Regions from separate parts of the Mus musculus genome. Here all the other regions are linked to region 3. The links are chromatin contacts, called in public promoter capture Hi-C maps. All regions are on one chromosome and are shown on one strand. The core of a region is the stretch at or near the end of the contact, and the rest is flanking DNA. Distances in the headings are between cores, read along the strand shown.

Region 1 (5,411 bases), core at 1,385-3,884, 1.8 Mb before region 3:
AGACTGCAAAGCGTTCTGTGTGTACTAAATCTGGTATGGTGAGGACAGCTTCCCCCTATGTGGCTTACCGGGATCACCTTTGAAGAAAAAGAGATACATTTAATAAATAAATTTTTAAAAAAATCAGTAAATGTCTAGAAGATTTAAACAACACAACCAGTCTACCTGACCCCAACGGCATCTGTTCTTCCTAACAGCAGAAGAATACAGTCTTCCTCATTGCCCAGGGAACATTTACTACGACGCCCCAGACTGTAGGTCAGGAGATAAATCTTGGTAAATTTAAAAGGATTCAAGTCACACGAAGAAGTGAGAAAGAACAGATCTATTAGAAATACTTGAAAATGGAAGAAGGCATCTCACGGGTTAAAGGCAATTAGAGACAAAAGCCAAGTGGATACTGGTTGTGAGTGACAGATGGCTCAGGAAAGGAAACGGCTGATACATAACGACTTTCGAGCTGTGCGTCTAATTTCTCATTTTAAAATTCCACTCAATAGCTAAAAAAACCAAAAAACCAAAAACCAACAACAACAAAAAACAGACCATAGGCCTATCCTCTCTCAGCTCTTAAGAGGCAGAGACAATAGGACCAAGAGTTCAAGGATCCTCACCTGGGCGACTCAAGACCCTGTCTAAAACCAAAACAGAACAGAATGAAGTCTGCAGTGGCAGAGGATCCCAGTTTCGTTCCCCTGCGCCCACATCTGGCAGCTCGCACCTGCCTGTAATGGAAGCTCTAGTGCCCTCTTATGGACTCCCCAGGTACCTGCATACAACATGGAGCAAATTCACTCAAATGCACACAAATAGAAGACTTCATTTACTAAATAAACAAAAACAAAACAAAACTGAAGGTTGAAGTAAGAATTTGACTAGTTGGCGCTATAAAGCAAGATGGTACTGAAAATATAAAAATTAAAAAAGCTAAGACCCTCGGTGGTTGTGGCGCATGCCTTTAATGTCAGCACTCAGGGGGCAGAAGCAGGGGAATTTCTGAGTTCAAGGCCAGCCAGGTCCACAGAGTGAGTTCTAGGACAGCCAAGGCTGCAAAGAGAAACCCTGTCTCAAAAAGAAAACCAAACCAAACCAAAACCAAAACAAAAAACTGAAACAAAAGCTAAATTCTCCCAAAAGTTACATAAATAGTACAAGAATGCTCTTTCTTTTAATTTGAGCATCAAATCCATTCTTTATAAATGTATCCAGTATTGGAAAACATCTATTACAAATTACACATTTTCATTACTCTCAAAATATAAACATCAAATGCCATTGAGTTAATGCATGCCTTTAACCCAGAACTTGGAAGGAAGAGGACGATGGGTCTTTATGATTTCAAGGCCAGTGTGTACTACATAAAGAGGTTCAAACCAGGCAGAGACCTGCCTCAAAAATAAGTAAATAGGAATAAATAAATTGCCTTGTTCCTCCATTATAAGAGAAGACTTGGGTAGGAGACAGTCACAAAAACAACAATAAAGTAAAACAAAGATCGTTTTCTGACATGATAAAGGCTGTTGAGGAGACAAATATCTGCTTACCTCAAACTTCCCTTCTAGATGGACAATGGCCATTTTTCCTCTTCTGTGTTGTACTTTGAGAATAAAAAAGTTAAATGAGATGCTATGTTGTTCTTGCCATATACTCTGAATTAGAGACAACCTCTTCCTCCGTCCCCACAGAGGGGTTAAGTCTTTACATTCTGGGAGTAATTGGGGAGAGACAAAGTCACAAGCAACTCAGGATCCTTTGGTAGATTCATGGTGGGGACCCCCCATGAATTCCAACAAAATTTCACCGTTGTACCCTACCACATCAGGGAAGGATCACAGGTAGAAACAAGAAAATTTCCACAGTCACATTGCTAGTGTCACAATTTACACTGTCAGAGCTACACCGTTGGAGCACTAACTCGTATATAGGACCCAAGCATGTACAATAACCAAACATTCTGTCAGGGACAAATACTGTCAGCGACATTCTTTTACAAGGGTGAACTTCTACTTTCTTTACAATCATGAGTACAGCACACAGCATCCTACAGTCACACACATACACACACGTACACACATAAACACACACGCATACATTCATACACACGCACTCACACAGTCACCCAAATGGGAGAACACTATAAAAGTCACAGGCGACGGAAACAAGCAATCGTAATCTCAGTGACACTATCACACATGTCTTCCGAGGCAAGCCAGTTATGCACAGGATACCAGGTACATCAACAACCTCAGAGTGACATAAACATCTAAATACCTCGCTATAACAGCACCGTTTCTCCACCATACACGTGGGCCGACACCATCAGTCCCAGAAACATCTCTAGTGAGATAAGCAACAATCACACACACCCTTGTGTGTCACAACTCATTCACACACAGCACGCCAACCACAAACCAAGGGTCGCAACAGGCTCCAAAAGCACAGGCTTGTGGCGTATACACGGGAGACACCGCCACCTAATGCCACAGACACGTCCTCCAGACGTTCCTCAGCACGCTCACCTCCGAGGGAAGCTCAGGGTCCCGCCTCCTGCGCCGGGCTCCACTACAGGCAGCCTGCTCTATGGGATGCTTAGGAGATCCTCCAGACACAACCCTCTCGTGACGCAAGTACCCCGAACTCTCGCCAGGAAACGGAAACGGCGTTCTGCTCCCGGTGGCTCTGGGAAATGTAGTCCAATGGCTGGGGCCAATGCCTGCCCCCCCCTCCCTCCCCTCCACCTTCTCTCTCACCCCTCCCTCTTTCCCTTCCACCTCTCCCCTCCCTTCCCCCTCTCTCCTTCCAAACCGCTCCTCTTTCCTCCCTCTCTCCCCCCAATCGCAATATTTGTGAGGTGATTTATACCTGTGGTAATGAGATTTTATACCACATGTGGGGTTGCTCAACAGAGATTCAGCCACTGTAGTTTGTTTGTGAAGGGTCACTACATATTTCTGGAATAATTGACTAGTTGCTCATGATGATCTGTGTTATCTTTCACCTGTATCCACTTCCAAACGACTTTCAAAGAACCCTTAAGTTTCCACTTCATTGGTTTGAAGGAGAATGGCCCCCACAGGCTCATATATTTGGATGTTGGTTCTCAGTTAGGAGATGTGGCCTTGTTGCAGGGGTGTACCTCTGTAGGTGGGCTTTGAGGGTTCAAGCCCAAGTGAGGCCTTAGAATCAGATGTGAGTTCTCACCTACTTGCTCTAGGGCAGAGCCTGCCTGATGCCATATTTCCTACCATGTTGACCACAGACTCACCCTCTGAAACTGTCTGCAAGCCTCTAATTAAAAGTGTTTTTTTCTTTTTTTCAGCCAGGCAGGGCTGACACACTCCTTTGATCCTAACACTTGGGAGGCAGAGGCCAGCAGATCTCTAAATTCAAGGCCAGTCTGGTCTACAGAGCAAGTTCTAGGAGAGCCAGGGCAATACAGAGAAACTCTGTCTTGAAAAAACAAAAGTATTTTTTCCTCCCAGAGGCAGAGTTAGGTGAATCTCTGAATTTGAGGCCAGTCTGGTCTATAGAACAAAGTCTAGGATACTCAGGGTTACACAGAAAGACTCTGTCTCTCTCATTCATATATATATATATATTTTTTTTTCCAGTAAGCTTGTATTTTTCAAAACCAACTTAAGTGTGCTTAAATGCTTTAACCTCCCTTCTAGCCTACCACCCACCAGAGGCAGTGGAAAGGAAAGGTTAATAGGGCAGAGGAGGATGTGGGCTGTTTAGAAATAGTTCTTTGGGGCAATCCCAGTCTTTGTTGTCAGGATAGCAGCAGGCAGTTCAATTCACAGGAATCAGCAGTGGTAGCTCGACTCACTTGTAAGCAATATTCACGAATCAGCCATAGCAGTGGCTTGCGTCCATCCAGAAGAAACCTCAAGGCTCTTCCAAATTGGCCAGAGTCCACAGAAGCAGCAAGAAGCCACTGGAATGCCACCGGAAGTTCTTTGGTGTGTTTCTCTCTACGAAATCACAACAAACGGTGACTAGCAAAGAATAGCAAGATGACCCACTGTCACCCAACACCTATGTCTGTTGGGTTATACTTATACCCTTTTCAAACATCACATGTTCTCTCAAGCATCTGCTAACAAAACATCACATGCCTTCTTTCCAAGTAGCTTCCAGAAAAACACCACGTGTCTGTTCTCAGCAAAACAACTTCCCACATGTCTGCTTCAGCACAACCATAAGACAGTTTCCAGAAAACTATCCATGTCACAAAGAGACCAGAACTTTCCACTTCATTTTCCTGTGTTGCCTTAGTCATGGGGTCTTCTCACAGCAATAGGAGAGTATCTAAGACAAATGCAGTGCCTACCTCGGGAAGGAACTGCTACAGGAATGGAGGCCAAAGGGAAGCTCAGCTTTACCTAGAATGTGGAGCAAGTTTTCTACAAGAAGAAGAAATCTACACATTATCTTGGTAATGAAAAATAAATAGTGAAGACACATTCAAAGTGGGCATTAAGAAGACTGTGTATAATGGCAAAATTTTCAGGATTTGACAAAATAAGAATTTGGCACACAGGTGAATATGGAAGAAATTGACTCTAATGCCAGGAAAGGAATGACAAGGATGAGAACAAGCAGGGAAAGAGGGAGGAGTCCTTCTTCCATGTCCTTAATGTAGGTTTCCAGGTGTGGCCCTAATTAGAGGCAGATCTTTCCACCCCAAAAGATCTGGATTAAAGGTGGGTCTTCCTACCTCAAAGGTCCAGATAAGAAGTAGACCCCCCTCATCAAATGATTTAATTAAGAAAAAAATCCCTCACAGGTGTGCTCGTTTTGGAGTTTTATTTAACTTGAGATGCAGTCAAGTTGTCAACTAAAATATCCATAATAGATGCTTGTAAAACAAATAAAACAATAACTATATTTAGAGACAATATTCAAGGCTTGTCACAATATAACATAATCACATTTTGTTCAAGAGACAGACAAACAAAACCTACCAAAGTCATATCATCCAAAAATTAATGCTCCAAGCTTGCCATCAACCATGATTGATATTACAGATAATAATAGACTTTTTGTTTTTAATTTTTTAAAATTTTGTTTAAGATGGGGTACGTTACATAGCTCAGTATATCCTGGAACTCACTTTGTAGACCAGATAAAGTCAAGTTGATAGCCAAAGATGGCCACTACAAGTTCATATCATATCTCCTTACATCATGCTTAATTTCAAAATAAAAAATAAGCAGGTTATAATTATGTCGAATAAAGCTATACCTTATACAATTGCAAATGCATTATAAATTTAAGATAGGTGGCAGTGTGTCTTGGACATTCTTTTAGTATCTCAAACTTAAGTATGATAACCATTGATAATTTCTTAATTGATGCTATATCACACGATAAAGAAATTAGAGAAAGAAAACAAATATCTTAACAAA
Region 2 (5,583 bases), core at 2,906-5,405, 1.9 Mb before region 3:
CAAGCCTCAGTCCTAATGTCTCTTCTCACCGCCAAACCACGTGTATACAGACACAAATGCAAGCAGAACACCCATGCACATAAAGTAAACTGAAAATATTTTAATTATTTTTACTTTTTATGTGTATGAGTATTTTTGCCTATATCTTTGGGGCATCAGTTCCCAGAGTGCTCTTAATTGCTGAGCCTTTTCTTTTCTCTTTCTTTTTCTTTCTTCCTTCCTTTCTTTCCAAGATTTATTTATTTTATGTATATGAGTACACTGTCACTGTTTTCAGACACACCAGAAGAGAGCATCGGATTCCATTACAGATGGTTGTGAGACACCATGTGGTTGCTGGGAATTGAACTCAGGACCTCTGGAAGAGCAGAGGGTGCTCCTCTTAACCACTGAGCCATCCCTCCAGCTCCTTGCTAAGCCTTTTCTCTAGTCCCTTCACAGATCTTTTTGTGGGATGGAACCCAGGTTGTCAAGCATGCCAGGCAAGCACTCTGCCACTCAGCCATGCCCTCCGTATTGTCTTCATCTGACTCTGTACTTCATTCAAACACATAGTATTTTTCTTCAGGAAAAATTTCAAGATTTTGAGAATAATACCTAACTCTCTGAGTGTGTATGTATGTACACAATTCTTGGAGTGTAACAGTGGAAAACATGATTTGCTGGGTTAGGCAAACATTTCTGGAGTCATGTGTGCTTGATTGTGTTCACAGTATATATGATATTTGTGATGTTTAAATGTGCTGTGGTAGATTTGTGGAGAGTGTCAGATTGAGTCGGACAAACGTTGAAGGGTTAGAATCATGGATATGTGTTTGTGTATGGAATTCTCTGTGGTGTCTGATTAGGAACCAACACTGTATGGGAGAAGCTATCTGTGGTGCTGGGATAGACAGAAAATAAAAGTTAGGATGGGGGTGGGCCTGTCAAACAGAAGCTGGGCGATTTATCTGAGCTTGAGGCCAGTTTGGGCTACATGTCAAGCGATGGCAAATTCAAGAAGTTTATTTGACAGCAACAATATTATGAAAGGAAAAGAGAAACAAACTATTGCTTAGAGTTCTATATTCTGTGTGAAATAAAATAATGTTGCTTAAATACTATGATAAAGGAACTATGTACACTATACTATCTATCTAAAGCAGGGGCTGAGAGACAGATTAGGCATCAAGAGTACTTGTTGCTCTTGAAGAGGACCCATGTTTCATTCCCAGAACTCTCAGGGAGTGGTTCACAAGCACAGGCCACTCCAGTTTCGGGGAATCGGATGCCCCCTTCTGGTCTCTCTGTGTATTGCATGCATGAACTGCAGACAAAATACTCAAAACACGTCAAGTAGAAATAAATAAACCTTTAAAACAAACAAACAAACAACAACAACAACAAAAAACCCTTGTTCACTAAAGAGTATTATCAGGACAATAAAAGGACAAATTACTCCTACAGCAAGGGTGGAAAGTATTTGTAAAAACGTATATCTAATAACGTCCCCCTCCCCAGTGGTGATTGTTTTGTTTTGATGGAGAGAGAACGGCTAACTGGTACAAGGGTCTAGTTGACTAGTAAATGGCTCCGTTTCCTTAGGATCTAGTTAGTATGTAGACATTGCTCAGCAATGGTGTTTACAATCCTACGTTAACAGTCCAGTAACACTGTCGGTCAGAACAAGGAGTCTACGAAGTATAGACAAAAGCATGTTTCTGACAAAATTGGAAGATAGCAATGAAACGCTGCAAGAGAACACCCAGCCATGATTACAAAAGTGGTTGCAAATTCACACAGTTTTAAATGTCACTGAACTTCAAGGTCTCTTAACTCTATAAACTCCACACCCTGACCCCATAGTCTAGTTCTCACACACACGTATTCACGTAACTCCTCCTTCTGCCTGCTACCAAGAGTTTGTGACTCCGGAGGACCATCCCCATCATAAAGAGGTAGACAATCTCGGGAGAGAGCCCTGATCCAAGGGAACTAAACAAACTCAGCCGTGCTCTCTTCCTGGCTCAGACTCCCTAACCCTGAAAGTCTCATAGCCGAGGGCCAGTTTTTCATTTGGGTGAGCACAGGTCTCGGGCCGCGAAGGGCTCTGGGAAATGTAGTTCAAAGCAAGAACGCAAGGGATCCTTTCGGATTCTTCTCAGTTGCAAGTTGCACCCCCAGGCTGTGAATGCCAGGCCGCGGGGTAGCCGCTGCTACAAAACCCGCCCAGGCTCAAGCCGGTCCCCCTGCCGCAGCGCCGCGCCCTTACCCGAGCCTTGGCCACTCTCCTGACTCGCACGCCGAAGGCCAGACCCGCCCGGCGAGCCGCGCGGCCCTCTGGGAAGTGCTACCCTGCGCCTAGCGGACCCAGGTTTGTGGGTCTTCTTTCCCAGCCTAGCAGCACCAGGCCGTAGCCCGGAGGCTGTGAGCCTTGGGCGGCGTCGGGTTGGGGGATCGAGACCCGTGGCCCGGCTCAGCGTTGAGTCCCGGAAGCCGTGAGCTGGAGGCCAGGACTCTTTGTGCTGGGTGGAAGCCAGGGCCCTGTAGAGCGGTCGCGGGTGTGGGTAGAGGACGGGATGCCTGCGGTTTGCAGCAGCCGTGATGTGACTATAATTTGCTCGTTATCCTTTATGTGCCTTTACGAACGTGGGTGCACATGTGATGGCTGAGATAATGAATGAATGCATTAATGAAAAACTCTGTGGGTGGAAGTTAGGCGGGTAGGATTGTGTGGAGATGTGTGAAGACCGCGTTTGAACGAGTGCTACCTTTAGCCGTTTATAATAATTGAAAATATTTTTATATGAAGCATCAGTATCTCCAGGACTTGACTATTTTCCTGTATTGACAAACTGTCTTGTGTACATGACAGGCGAAATTCATTTGCCTTGCAGCCCAACTCCATTTCCCAAATAGCAAGATACAGAAAAGCCCAAAGACTAAAAATTATTTATTTCTCCTAGTCAGTCATGCAGCTCCTGACAAATTGACTTCTTTACACTCGTGAGCATGAACGCGTACATTTATGTGCTCATATAAAGAGCATGGCCTCTTAAAAGAGCAGTAACGGGCTGGAGAAATGGCTCAGTGGTTAAGAGCACCGGCTGCTCTTCCAGAGGTCCTGAGTTCAATTCCCAGCAACCACATGGTGGCTCATAACCATCTCTAATAGGATCTGATGCCCTCTTCTGGTGTGTCTGAAGATGGCTACAGTGTACTCACATAAAATAAACAAATCTAAAAAAAAGAAAAAAAAAGAGCAGTAACATCATATATACAGTTCTGTAACTTACGGCTCTTATTTAACCATTGATGTTGTTAACATATTGACATCAACAATTACACATTTCAAGTGTATACCATTTAAACACACACACACAACACACACACACACATATATATATCCTGATTAATTTCTGTTTTCAACCTCTTGAAGTTATAAACCAAGTTCATGCAGAACTGTTTGGCAATGCTGTAATGTACCCCATTTCCTCCCTCATACCTCCTCTTGTTTCCTCCCTCTCTTCGGGTGGCTTTTAGAAGTGGAGTTGATATGTTAACAAGCATATCCTTATTAAAATCTTCCAAAATCTAAATAATTATACCCAATGTAAAGTTCTAACATCCTACAATATTACTGAAATAATCAATGCATCAGTATTTCAGTAATATTGGAATAGAGATATACCCTGGATAGCAATGAATACTGTAAGTAACAGAATCTTTACCTTCATAGTTATAAAATAAAATTTAGGTTGCAATGAGAGACCAAACCTTTTGGGTTCAGACTCCGTCTCCTCTTAGAGAACCTGACCTAAGGTGGAACTTAAAGTTAGCTAACAGGCCAATAGCTAGCATCAGTTTCCAGGCTACACCCCAACAAGACCTGTGCCTACCAGTTTCCAGGTTACCCCCCAACAAAACCTGCTTCTGGCACCAGATCTGCACCTCCAGGTTACAAGCCTGACCCTGACACTTCCCTTCCTAACAACCAACATAAGGAGGAAAGCAGGAGTTAAGTTTATGGTTTGGCTTAAATTTATATTAAAGGCCATAATGAATCCCCAATCAGGTGTGCACCAGGCTAGATACCTTCTTCTTGCCTCTATAAATGCTTGCCTGAAACTGAACTCAGGGCACCGTGTTTCTGCTGTGTCAGGGTTGGCAGGGAGCCCATGAGACCCTAATGTGACTGCATTGGATGGGGCTCCTTGGTGGTCTTTTTGGGGTTCATGAAGGTTTCATGGCACAACAGCAGTACTCGTTAGCAAGATCAATCATTTAAGTAAAGATCTCTTTTGTGATTTGTTTCCTAAGGTGGTGCTCTGTTTTCAGCTCTCATTTTCAGAGTTCTTCCTGCGCTGAGGAGCCTTTTATAAACTCAATATTTATTGAATGTTGGACATATATCAGTCAATTGTTGGTGTGTGGGATATAGCAGCGAACAAAAGAAGCAGTGACCCCCCCCCCTCTCATGATGCTTACATTGCCGAGGACCAGATAATAAACAAAGTAAGTAAATATGAACCATATCAGATGCTGAAAAATACTTAGAAAAAAAAAAGTCAAAATAGGAGGCTATTTAGAATTAGAGATGGGAAGTAGAGTCTAGATGGAGGGCCAGGGAGGACAGAAAAGGAGCGGTAGATGACAGGAGGAACACAGCGAGGTTCAAGTACAACGGAGAAAGGGTTATTCCATACAGGGAACATGCAGTTGTCAAGGTTTTGATGTTTTCATGCTTGCTCTGATGAACACACTGGCAGTGGCTGAAACAGCCAAGGAGGGGGAAGGCCAGGGGTGGCTGGGTGGGGGGAGAGCAGAGGAAGTTGGGCTTCGTAGACCGCAGTACCTTGAGTGAGATGGGAGGTATTTTGAGCATGTGGATAATAATCTATCTGCTCAATGGCAGCTTTTGCTGCTCTGGTGACAGCTGGAAAAGGAGTGAAGAAGGGTCAGGGGTGGGGTGAGGGAGGGGGCAGAAAGACCAATTAGGAAGTTTTTTTTTGTTTTTTTGTTTTTGTAAGATTTATTTATTATATAAGTACACTGTAGCTGTCTTCAGACACACCAGAAGAGGGCATCTGATCTCTTTATGGGTGGTTGTGAGCCACCATGTGGTTGCTGGGATTTGAACTCAGGACCTTGGAAAGAGCAGTCAGTGTTTTAATCGCTGAGCCATCTCTCCAGCCCCAGGAAGATCTTAGAATAGTCCAGGGGAAATATGTTGGAGATCAGGACCAGCAGTAGTAACAGGCAGTACACTCAATACAGCATAAAACAGAGCTGTGGCGGTAGGTGGCTGCAAGAGCAGAGCCACCATGTGACTGTAACAAGATGGCACAGTGTTTATTCATAGACTGCAAATGTAAGTTAAGAATTCAATTCTTTTTTTTTTGGTTGCTTTGTTTGTTATTTGAGACAGGTTTTCCCTGTGTAGCTCTTGCTGTCCGGGAACTTGCTTTGTAGACCAGGCTGGACATGAACTCAGAGATCTGCCTGCCTCTGCCTCCCAAGTGCTGGGATTAAAGGCATGCACCACCACTGTCTGGCTAAGAACTCAGTTCTTGAGAATGGAGGGGGATCTTACTTGAGGAGAAA
Region 3 (5,505 bases), core at 1,055-3,554:
CCCCCACAATTAAAAAAAATGTAATGTAAAATAATAGCAACAGCAGACCATTGTGTTCTTGTGGACAGCCGGAGGGCACACAAATTCCACCAGAGGCTGCTGCTTATTCCGTGGTATAAAAACACCTGCAGCGGGAAAGGGAAGCAAAAAGGCTCAGCCTTGGTGAGAGTCCTCTACTCGGCTGGAACTCAGGCTGCAGTGGTTTCTGCTGGGTGGCTGAACGAGCCCTCTTTGATGTTATTTACCCGCTGCCTGCATTTGTTCTTGTCTTTGGAAGCCTCACCCTACAGGAGATTACTCTGCCCACATCTCTCCAGTGAGAAGCCCAGCTGGCTGCCTCACCGGGGCTTTCCAGGTGATTTTTGAAGGATGACTATGAGCACCCAATCTGATGGTGATATCTGTAGGCTTGCTTGTCTTGCTTTTCCTAGGAAGCATTACTCAAGAAGACGCCCGGGACTCTCCATGGGGATTCTTCCAGCTGCCTTGATGGGGAGTCATCTATATGGTGCTTCTACTTGTTTTAAATGGCTTTTTGCCTCCAGTAGTGAGTTTCCGTAGGCTTTTGCCCCATCAGTAAATTTCCATTTCTCTGAGACATATGCCACTCCCCTCTAATGTACTGCAGATCTCTTACCTGTTACACCACAGAGAGGAGAGAGTGCTGGGGTGCCCACACTTACCTCAGCCAGGCAACAATTCAGTTATTTCCATGTCAGTGGACCAAGACATAGGCCTGCTACAGAAGAGCTACATAAGCACCATTAGATCAACAGAGAACAGGTGGCGTGGAACTCACCAGCGGGACACCTTAAAACCAAAGAAAAACACAGCCTCCTAATAGCTGGAGAGCTGCCTCTCTCAACTATTTGTATTGCCTGCCAACAAACTTCACCTTTACTTTGTGGTCACTGTTTTTCTGTCTTTTAATTCTTCAACTGATGGAGGGAAGGAACCCACCTGCTAGCCAGTGTGAGAGCTACTGTAGATTCTCCATACCATACAGAACAGATAGGACGTTCAATTTGTGCAGCATTATGTAGCTAGAAAATAATGATTTGTGCCTGCTACCTATCTGTGCCCCAATAAAAAGTTTACTTAACAAAAACTATAGCTGTTATGAAGTGTGGTAGTGTATATCCCTGGTACAAGGAATACAGATCTAGGTTCTAACCCTGCTTTACCAGTTGCTCAAGTGACTTCAGTGCTTGGCACCAGCTTCCTTCTTTGTAGAAGAGAATATAATACATACTAAGGATTTTAGCTGGGCTTGCTTAGCATATCAAAGTTCCTGAGCCATAACAACAATCAAAACTCAACAGGAGGCTGAAAAGATGGCGCACACAGTCTGTAACTCCAGTGCCACAGATTCCTATGCCCTTTTCTGGCTTCTGCATGTACTGAATCCAGGTGCACAAATTCGCACTCCGATATACACATGTACACGTAACTAAATATAAAATCCTTTCAAAACGTTTAATTATGTGTAAGTGTGTTTCTGCTAGCGGGGACGTGTGCTTGAGTGCAGGTGCCTGCAGAAACCGAAGGAGTTGCCTACAGATGCTAGTGAGCTGCCCCACCTGGGTGCTGGGAACCGAACTCGGGTCCTGTAGAAGAGCCACAAGTGTTCTTCAGCACTGGGCCATCTTGACAGCCCCTAAAAATAATGTGAAGAGGACAGAGAAGAAAAGATTCGACAGGACTCCGCAAAGATCTGCATTCGCAGCTGCCTCGGTTTCTCCAGCTTTGGTACGATCTGATTGGCTCCTCGCCGTTCTGTGACCTCTGCTTCTCTCTTCAGGTGGCGGCCAGAGAAGGTCAAGAGATTCTTCTGTGGAACTAAAGGCTTCTTTAGTGCCTCTCGTTTCTTATACTTAGTTATGTCTGCGAATTCCTTCTAACAAAGCTCTGGAGTTTTTAACAAGTTAGGACAGGACTTGATTAATCTTCATATTCTCAGTTCGGGGCTGGCTTTGTAAAGACAAGAAAGTAAAAAAGTGGATAATATTAAAATCAATCAATCAATCCTCTGGAGACTTTTCTTCAAGAGCAACTCGGCCGCGCCATCTACTGGAGAAACCTTCACAACGCGCGACGGGCCGCGAAGCAGGATGGCGCCAGAACAAGAGTTACTGCGCACGCGCAACATCCTTGCGGGTCCGCGCGCGCGCGCCTGGAGCGCAGAGCGCAGGAACCCATCTTGGGGGCGGAGCCCAGGGCTAAGAGTTTCCCGCCCTTCCTGTTATCCGGCCCGTCAGGTCAACCCGCAGCGGTACCTTAAAAACTACGTTTCCCAAGATGCTCTATGTGAAGGACTTCCGTTGGCGTCAGCGGAAGCCGTGACTGGCCGGGCTGCACTGAGGCCGGCTTGGTCACTATGGAGGAGATAGGCATTTTGGTGGAAAAGATTCAGGTGCAGTGGGGATCTGGGTTTCTTAGCGGGAGCTGGACATGAGTGGGGTGCTGAGGGGTTCTCAGGATCCCAGCTCTGGGCTGGGTGGTTTCAGAGGCCTCGGTGTCGAGCTTTGGGTGGTCCCGGGGCCTGGCGGGGTAGTCATGTTGTCAGGAGGGCGGCAAAGCTCAGAAAAGCAGAGCGGGAGGAAAGTGGCGTTGAACTTAAAGACTTTTCAGACAGAACGGTTGCGAGGCCTGGAGAGCTGTGCTTACTAGCTTTTCGGTTTGGGGTCTGGACCAGGTGGAGGATGATGTATGGGGGCCCCGTGGCCTAGGTATGTTCGTGGCCAAGGGACCAGTGGACTCACTGTGCTTGGGACGTGAACGGTGAGGCGTTAAGTATTGGTTGTGGTTTGGCTGAGTGACCTTTGGCTTTAACGTGAGTTGGGAATCTGACATGAAAGCTTTTGGGGGGGGGAGGGGAAGAACTGGGTAATGAGACTCTGAATGTGACTCTGACTTTAAAATCCATGGGACTTTTAGAACCTCTTGAGGGGACTGGGATGCTAAGGTTCGGTATGGAGCTGCTGCAAAACTTTCATGATGAGTTTTGTTTAAGGGGCCTACTATTAGCAATCTACATAGGGGACTGAGCAGCTCCTGTATCTATTGAGAGATAGTGAATGATGTCAGGTACTGGAGACATAGGTGACTTGGTGGCGAAATAGGAAGAACGCTTTCGCTGATTTCACGAGATGATTCTCTGCTTCCAACACCAAGTTGTCTTTACCGTCTACAGGATGAGATTCCAGCACTGTCCGTGTCTCGGCCGCAGACCGGCCTGTCCTTTCTGGGACCCGAACCTGAAGACCTGGAGGACCTGTACAGCCGCTACAAGGTGTGTTCAACCCTAAGCTGGCTCCTGCATACCTCCCATCCCCCATCACATACGCCCCCCCCCCCACCTCCCACTGTGGTACGGCAAGGCTGCAGCCAACCCTTTGCCCTCCCTGTGCGTGCAGAAGCTGCAGCAGGAGCTGGAGTTCCTGGAAGTGCAGGAGGAGTATATCAAGGACGAGCAGAAGAACCTGAAGAAGGAATTCCTCCACGCCCAGGAGGAGGTGAAGCGGATCCAGAGCATCCCCTTGGTCATCGGTCAGTTCTTGGAAGCTGTGGATCAGAACACAGCCATCGTGGGCTCCACCACAGGTGAGTGGTGAGGCAGGCTGGGAGCAAGGCAGGGTGATAGAATGGCCAGAGTACTGACCGATCCAGAAGTGGATACATACTTTATTTTCTGAATGTCTCTTTCTGCCTCTCAATTCACGTGTGTGCGTGTAGTTTCACCATCCAAGTGTGATGGTGTACGCCTTTAACCTCAGCACTTGAGGAGGCGGAGGGACAAGAGGATCTTTGTGTGTTTGAGGTCAGCCTGGTCTACCTAGTATGTTTCCCGGAGTACATACAGAAACCCTGTCTCCAAACAAGAAGAAATTTACCATGTGGGTTGGAGTACCTTTGATGTTTGTGGTTCTAGTCTGTTTGAGTTGAACAAACTGGTGGTCACTTCCCTCGCCTGAGTTAACGCCACAACTGCTGCTGGATATGGAGCTGCTGTCTGGAAGCATCGGTTGTGTGTAAAGACGTTTGGCTCTGTTGAGGACTCAGCATACAACAGATGCTAGTGACATAAATCCATACCCTGCTCTTACAGTAGCTGACGATTCTGGTGTCTTACCTGTCTTTTCCTGCTGCTCGACTGAGCCGTGTGTTTATAAAGGCTCTAGATAAAGTCGTGTAACCATGTGGGATTGGACAGGTGGGCTTTGAGGAAGTGAAGGGAGAGTAATATCCAAGATGAAGGCTGTGTCTTTGAAAGTGAGACTTAAGACGGTGGGGCTCCCTGAGATAGTGGTGTGATTGGAGGGGTGGATTTGGAGGCAGACAGTGGGGAGCTGAGGCTGTGGAAGATGTCTGGGTGGCCGCTGCACTCACAAGTCTTGCTGTAGAGAGTAGATTGGAGAAAGGAGATGGAGGCTGCTGACCAGGAATTTATATGGAGACTTAGGCAGGGGATAGTTCCAAATGAGGGCAGGGTTTGGTGGTGGGCTAGGTGAGAGCAGAGGGAGGTGGGGTAGAGAGAGTGAGTGACTGAGGGGGCCAGAACGAGGCTTAGTCCTCTGGCTGGCAACTCGGGGACAGCACAGTTGAGTGGAGAACACCAGGACTGTGCTGGGAACACATTGAAAGATTCCCAGGGCCATCCAGGAGACCACATGTGAGATGCACAGAGCTGGACCTCAAGAAGGAAGCAGGGCTGAAGACCAGCAGGGAAGTCATTAGGATGAGCATGGGGGCTAAGAGGGGATGACCTAGGGCCAGACGTGGGAAACGTGGAAAGTGCCAGCTGTGTGTAGAGGGAAACGGGGAAGGAGTGACGTCAAGTCTCTGGCATTTCACTTCGTCTTCCTTCCTGTCTGCTCCCAAAGGCTCTAACTATTATGTGCGCATCCTGAGTACCATCGACCGGGAGCTGCTCAAGCCCAACGCCTCGGTGGCCCTGCACAAGCACAGCAATGCCCTGGTGGACGTGCTGCCTCCCGAGGCCGACAGCAGCATCATGATGCTCACCTCAGGTGAGGGGGGCACCCGGGGCCCTGGGAGTCCCACGGGGACCCTGGGGGCTGAGCCGCAAGCCCTAGCTCCACTCTCCCACCAGACCAGAAGCCAGATGTGATGTATGCCGATATCGGAGGCATGGACATCCAGAAGCAGGAGGTGAGGGAGGCTGTGGAACTCCCGCTTACACACTTCGAGCTGTACAAGCAGGTGAGGAGGACGAGGCGGCAGGGCAGGGAGAGGTCTCTGGGCCTAGGGTTGGTGACATAATCCCTTGGCTCATCCTTTTCCCGTCTCTTTTAGATTGGCATCGATCCTCCCCGAGGTGTCCTCATGTATGGCCCTCCTGGCTGTGGAAAGACAATGTTAGCAAAGGCTGTGGCACATCACACGACAGGTGAGCCTCTCACGGCCTCCCCCATGCTCTTCCTGCCTTGTTTCCTGCTTCCTTGGGTTCCGTAAGGAATGACATAAGGGTAGTGTCTGTAAATA
Region 4 (6,178 bases), core at 3,234-5,733, 2.0 Mb before region 3:
CATATGCATAGACAAAAGACTCCAAAATCAGTAACCACTGAGTGTCTCTGGGTGACTAATGTTCTTGATCAGTTCAATTATTATTTTTTTTCAGAAATCTTCTTTACTAATGTACATACAGAATGCAATCAAAGCTTTCCATCTTGTAGAAAAGTACACGGAAGAGGCCAGGCAGACACCCTAGGGTGTTACAACTTTTCAGCAAGAATGCCATCCCTACAGTGACCCTAGAGGGGACAACAAAGAAACTAGGCAGATATAACCTTATTCTGCTAACTGATCAGGTTCACTGCCAAGACTTTGTTCTTCTAATGAACAAAAGCCTGGGAAACGGAAGTTGTAGACTTATTTGTACAAAGCAGCCTCCCTAGACTGGTGTGGGAAAACTACTCCACGAACATGGCTTTCTCTTTTCCACACCACCTGAGTCTCCCAAGATTTTCAGCAGCATTGAGAAACCGAGAAGTTTTTCCATGAACAAAGTGGAAATGCGGCTTACCTTGGCCATGTCCTTAAAGGCAAAACTCTTCATTCTTCCTCTTGCGGCTTCTTGGAAAGAGTAAGAGGTGGGAAATGGTTAGGAAACTGTGCTCAGAGAGAGCATTCCCCTGCACCATCCCACCTATCCCAAGAGGACAAAGAGGCCCAGACCTCACTACCTTCACTTAGTAAAAAGGAGGCCTTATGACCCAGACTGGGATCCTGGGGCAGAGTCTCTGCAGCCACCGTCTTGAACAAGTCACATCTCAGCCATCTCAGACGGTGAGCAGGGCTGGGTTCGTCTGATTAGTCCCTGGCTGAGGGAGAACCTTACTCCACTGTCTTCAGCCCCAGCATTTCACAGTGAGCCCAAGTCTGGCTCGAAGACACTGCCTAAGAGTGTGTAAACTGCTGTCCTTCAGTCTTCGGCATCTACAGATGAGGATGGGAGCGCTAAGGGTTCCAGAACTCCCACCTTGAACCTAGAGCTAGCCTGAGGAACAGTAGTCACAGCACTGGAGAGCGGCATGCATGCAGAGGGTTGGAGAGTGCTGGCAGCTGTGGTCCTTTGTAACCAGGAGTTACGAAGGCTTTCTACGGTTGGGAGTACATGCCAGTCAGACTCCAGCCAGTGTAGACCCAGCTCCCAAGGACAAGAGTCCACTGTGCTCACTGGGCCACAGCTGATGCTGGGCATCATGGAGTGTCCCTTATACACACCTACTAATGTCTCTAACATAGGAGAAAGGAAGCAGAAAATGCAGCAAGCAGAGTCAAAAGGAGCTCTTTCTTCAGTGTCCCTCTTGCACCCTCTACTGACTAAGCTTAACATCACACCCGCTGTTAAGTGGCGAATCACAGTTCATGCCAAGGAGTAACTAAACCTTCAATCAGGACATAAACTGGAGTTGGCAGCCTTTCCCTCTGGCTGCCCAGTTCCTTTACAGCATCAGACACATGTTTACGCTCCCTTATGACAACTTAGCTCTTCAGTCCTACCTAGGAACTTGAAGCTAAGCAAATGAGAAGATGCACAATCCTAACAGTTGGCTATCAACACTAACTGGCTAATTAGTGGCTGTATTAATTACTTTTCAAATTTAGGTGCACTACACTTAACACTCTATGACCTAAAGAATATGTTATAGCTGGGTGTCTGGTGCATGCCCTTAATCCCAGCACTTGGGAGGCAGAGGCAGGCCGATTTCTGAGTTCGAGGCCAGCCTGGTCTACAGAGTGAGTTCCAGGACAGCCAGGGCTACACAGAGAAACCCTGTCTCGAAAAACCAACAAAGGAACCCCCCACAAACAACAACAACAAAAAGAAAAAGAAAAACAAAAACAAAAAAAGAAAAACATGGCTGGCGAGATGGCTCAGTGGTTAAGAGTGCCGACTGCCCTTCCAAAGGTCCTGAGTTTAAATCCCAGCAACCACATGGTGGCTCACAACCATCCCTAACGAAATCTGATGCCCTCTTCTGGAGTATCTGAGGACAGCTATAGTGCACTTACATATAATAAAGAAATAAATCTTAAAAAAAAGAAAAAAGTTCTAAAAATCTGTATATAAAATAAAAATTTAAAAAACAAAGATAATATATAAACACATGTAATAAGATAAAATATACAAAGTTAATAGCAGCCTTTACATCTGTAATGGATACACATTATGCTTAAAGCCTGTAGCTTCCTTTTTCTTTTCTTTTTTTTTTTAAATAGGTATTTTCCTCATTTACATTTCCAATGCTATCCCAAAAGTCCCCCATACCCTCCCCCCCACTCCCCTACCCACCCACTCCCGCTTTTTGGCCCTGGCGTTCCCCTGTACTGGGGCATATAAAGTTTGCAAGTCCAATGGGCCTCTCTTTCCAGTGATGGCCGACTAGGTCATCTTCTGATTCATATGCAGCTAGAGTCAAGAACTCAGGGGTACTGCTTAGTTCATATTGTTGTTCCACCTATAGGGTTGTAGCTTCCTTTTCAAGAATGTATTTATTCTCTACCACTGTACTTCAACATTCTGGGCTTCTACAGGCATTTAAAGGACCAACCAGTCCTTATGTTTTACAAGCAGGGTGGCCTAAATCTTCATTCCGGAGGTCAGATTCCTCAGTCACCTCCCCTGTCCCCCCTTTCAGTGCTGCCATGTCCCACCAAGTCACCCAGACTGAGCAAGAGCCAGCCAGAGCTCTACACCCCTACTGCCTCGTGCAGCTACAAGCCAGGTTTTCATGAAGTCACAATCATTCCAACCAGTAAGCTGTATTTCTGCCAATTTTTAATCTCCCCCTAGTCTGAGTTCTGTGAGCTACTTGAGCAAAGTAACTGAGTCTGAGGAAAGGGTATGTGTACCTCAACTTACAGCCAGCTGAACAAAATTTAAAAACCACTGGAGCTTCTGAGATGGGGACAGCATCAGAACTCATCCCTGCCTACCCCCCTTTCTTGTTATTTTCTGTCCTGTAACTCTTTCTGTAGACCAGACTGGCCTCAAACTCACAGAGATCCCCCTCCACCTCCCCCTCCCTCCTGAGTACCGAGACTAAAGGTGTGCGCTACCACTGTTCCAGCCTTCTGGAGACTAAGCTGAGAGTGGAATTTTCTGGGAAATCCCAGTACTGGGTCAGTGTCCTCCCGGCTTGCATAAGAAACTATTGTCTTTAATCTAAGGACATGTATTCTGCCTTGGTTTACCATCTGTGACATTTGTCATATACTAGGAAGAGTTAAAGATTCATGAAGATTGTTTGTTAGCCTTCTCAAGTGGATCTAATTAATTAGCCATGTTCTCTGTGTTTGGAAATCCCGTTTCCTGCTCCTTTCCCACGCTGGTGGGAGTGAACACTTGCTGCGCAGCCAGAGCCTGCCTCCAGAAAAGCAAGCTTAGGAACCCGCCATGCTCCTCCTGGTGTGAGAAACCCGCCACGCCTCCACTTGCAGCTCCCTTGGCCAGACTAGGGGACAAACAAGTACCAAGTTCTCAGTCCCTCAAACTGCCCATCCTCACTCACATGGCCCTGGGACAGCCTAACTCCCTCTGTCTGAATCTCCTTAGTCGTCCTGCAGTGCCTAGTAGCAAGAGCGGAAACCCTAAGTGCATCTAAGTCCCATTTCTAGCTGGAAGTAGAAGCTACTTCAGCAGCTGCTTCCAAAGTGTAACTGATTGCCTATTCCCATGTCACTGTCTAGGGTGACTCACTGTCCACTGACATAATTTAAATTTTAGGGTTAGGAAGCTAGCAGACATCAGCAGGCGTGGAGACCCCTCCCCCATGGCACCCTTCTCCGCTAGGATTTCCCACACTAGAGACTGTCCTAAGACTTCTTGGATAAGTCTTTATCCACCTCTGCCCAGCAGGAAAAGAACTACTCAATCCGCAAGTGTCTCCCCTCCCTCTCCTGTCATCTGGCTAAAGAAAAAAGAAAAAAACCAAAACACAAAAACAAAAAAACAAACCACCACCACCAATAACAACAACAAAAAAACCCCAAACCCTCAAGAATGTTAGCTGGGGCCCGCCAGTGTCTAAAGGTCCTCTACAAACTTGTTTTTCTAGATTCCTGCTCGTCCCCACTTCCAGGCTAACACTGCCTCCAGGTCACAGAGACAGCTTCACTGAAACTACTGATAACCATCCATCAGACATGTGTCACAGAATCTCCCCTTCTTCTGAGACTGACAAAAGGGACAGACTGCCATGCTGTGACATGGGCTGAGCGCTCCCCATCGTGTTGGTGTCTGTCTGCTCCTCTATGATGTTAGTAACTTTTAATAAATCTCATACATAAGAAGAAGAGAACAAGACATCGTGAATCATGCGGAAGAAATCTAAAACAGTGGTGGGAAACCACCACTCTTCCGCCCAGCTCACTAACAGAGACTATACTGGGCATACTTGGTACATGTAAATGGCTTTTGTGTTGCTCAGTTGTTAAATTTAGTTGGAGCAGAAGCAGCGCCAGTTAGTTACATGGGAACAGCGTCAGTCATGCTCCTGAGGCAGCTGCTGAAGCTCCCCGTGGGTCTGGCACAGGCGCTTTGCGCAGCTGGCACCATCTGTTATCTGCTGGTGCAGTCATCCGTCAAAATTACCACTGTGACCCGCATTTCCACGGCTCGCTGCGCTAAGCAAGGAAACTATTAGGATGGAATTAACAGCACTACAAATGATGAGTTTTCATAAACATACACCTCACGTTACCCAGCGACCCTTGCCTCTCTGTTCATCTAGTCAGGAGAGACGAAATGCTTCTCTGCATGAGGTGGATGCTCTGGTTGCTTCCTTGCTGACAGCCCCCAAACTGGAAGCTGTTGGGCTATTCCCCGACAGGTGGCTGGATAAGTTAGTTGTGGGAACACTGCTAATAAAAAGAAGCTACTGAGACAGCAGTGTGGCGAAAGCTCCCAGGATCTGAGCAAACAAAGGCAGCTGCCGCCGACGGTGCCCGATTCCACTTATGTGAAGGGCTAGAATGTGCAAACTAATCCAGGATGGAAGTTAGAACTGGTGACTTTAGATTGGAGTCTTCCGAGGAAAGGGGCAGAGGACACTGCTGGGAAGTGGACTAGACATTCTATTATCTCTTCTAAAGTAGACACATATGTCTGTGTGCAAATTTATCAAGATGCAGACTTAGGACTATGTAAATGCTTTCATTTTTAAAAAGGAAAATTTTAGTCTTTAAAGAAGATAGTATAGTTTCTGGAGTCCAGGATTGGTAAGGAACTAAGAGGAGAGAGGATGACAGCCTGACCTATGGAGACTATTTCAGAGCAAAAGTAGAGAGCAGCTAACAGGCTGACTTCTTGTTTTGTGTGTACAAAGCTTGGACGCCGCTGCATCTTCTCAGACTCACCCAAACAGTGCGGCCCAGGAGAAACTATCCCTCTCAGTTCTGCGACACGGGCAGACACGAGCCTCACACCAGACTAGAGCAGATACAGGCAGACATGAGAGTCACACCAGACTAGAGCAGAAGCCACAGAACACAAGGCATGGGGTAAAAACCCCACACCAGTGCTGATGCGTTCCTAGCCGGCATCCCTATGCAATGCTGAGTCCCAGTCTCAGGAGAGCGCTGCCACACACTTTCAGGAGTTTCTTTTTATATATAAACAAATTGGATTTTATTTAAAATATAAGGGGTTGTTATCCATTTTGGTTAATAAAGTTGGCCTGTAGTGTTTTAACAGGATTTAGTGCGATCACACAGATTGGCATGCCAAGGGCATTTTGAAAGCTAAATACAAGAATCAAGAGATTGCTTAGTCTGTGTGGCTGAAACATTACACCCAGCAACTTCCCTCCCTTTCTCTACAAACCCTCAGGCAATTCCACAGTTGCATCTGGCAGTTCAAGTTTCAACATTTCAACGCAGAAGGGTTGAGGGGAAGCTGGAAAAAAAAAGCATAAAATGCAAACTGTAACTGACAGAGGCAGCTGCCACTTGTGGCAGGCCAGAGACTCGACTGTGTCAGTTTTTTCTTCACAGTTGCCCTGACATCTTCCCAAGTGGACTGTGGTCACTACATTCTTGAGCAAATGTACCCAAGAGTCAGGATGGAGAAGGCTGAAGAGCAGAATATACTGTGCATCTGCTCCTAAGTGGTACATGTGACTAAGACCAAACCCAGAGACCATGGATAGCCTGCAAACTGGCAAGTAGAAAGGTGGAGGATGGTACCACAGGCATTGGA

What was found. Promoter capture Hi-C pulls out the DNA fragments that hold promoters and counts their contacts. Capture Hi-C pulls out chosen DNA fragments and counts their contacts.
Region 1: a promoter capture Hi-C map of liver shows a contact between it and region 3, with 5 times the contacts expected there. The contact joins the promoter of Zfp420 here to the promoter of Psmc4 in region 3. A contact is called at or near these places in 4 of 39 promoter capture datasets (embryonic stem cells, hippocampal neurons and liver) and 2 of 9 other capture datasets (adipose tissue and liver).
Region 2: a promoter capture Hi-C map of adipose tissue shows a contact between it and region 3, with 4 times the contacts expected there. The contact joins the promoter of C230062I16Rik here to the promoter of Psmc4 in region 3. A contact is called at or near these places in 1 of 39 promoter capture datasets (the C10 cell line) and 2 of 9 other capture datasets (adipose tissue and liver).
Region 4: a contact with region 3 is called in a promoter capture Hi-C map of hippocampal neurons, with 4 times the contacts expected there. The contact joins the enhancer-like site here to the promoter of Psmc4 in region 3. A contact is called at or near these places in 4 of 39 promoter capture datasets (cranial neural crest, hippocampal neurons and liver).

The regions. Positions count from the first base shown.
Region 1 is chr7:29,857,202-29,862,612 of GRCm38.p6, reverse strand. It overlaps Zfp420 (zinc finger protein 420), which reads right to left and starts at 2,634. Exons shown (of 4, transcript NM_172740.2): 1 at 2,520-2,634; 2 at 1,545-1,597.
Region 2 is chr7:29,950,625-29,956,207 of GRCm38.p6, reverse strand. C230062I16Rik (a long non-coding RNA gene) reads right to left here and starts at 4,155. Exons shown (of 4, transcript XR_003946630.1): 1 at 2,252-4,155. Zfp74 (zinc finger protein 74) reads left to right here and starts at 2,143. Exons shown (of 6, transcript NM_178384.4): 1 at 2,143-2,353; 2 at 4,318-4,494.
Region 3 is chr7:28,046,891-28,052,395 of GRCm38.p6, reverse strand. It overlaps Psmc4 (proteasome (prosome, macropain) 26S subunit, ATPase, 4), which reads left to right and starts at 2,304. Exons shown (of 11, transcript NM_011874.2): 1 at 2,304-2,413; 2 at 3,194-3,292; 3 at 3,417-3,603; 4 at 4,884-5,030; 5 at 5,114-5,223; 6 at 5,317-5,410. The coding sequence starts at 2,378.
Region 4 is chr7:30,008,211-30,014,388 of GRCm38.p6, reverse strand. Zfp568 (zinc finger protein 568) reads right to left here. Exons shown (of 10, transcript NM_001167872.1): 7 at 500-549. Among named protein-coding and RNA genes, the nearest start is that of Zfp568, 27 kb to the right of the region's middle. Within about 2 kb of position 4,483, at least 80 of the 459 cell types and tissues checked have an H3K27ac peak or open chromatin away from gene starts, as enhancers often do. A contact at or near this core is called in hippocampal neurons, where this site is marked.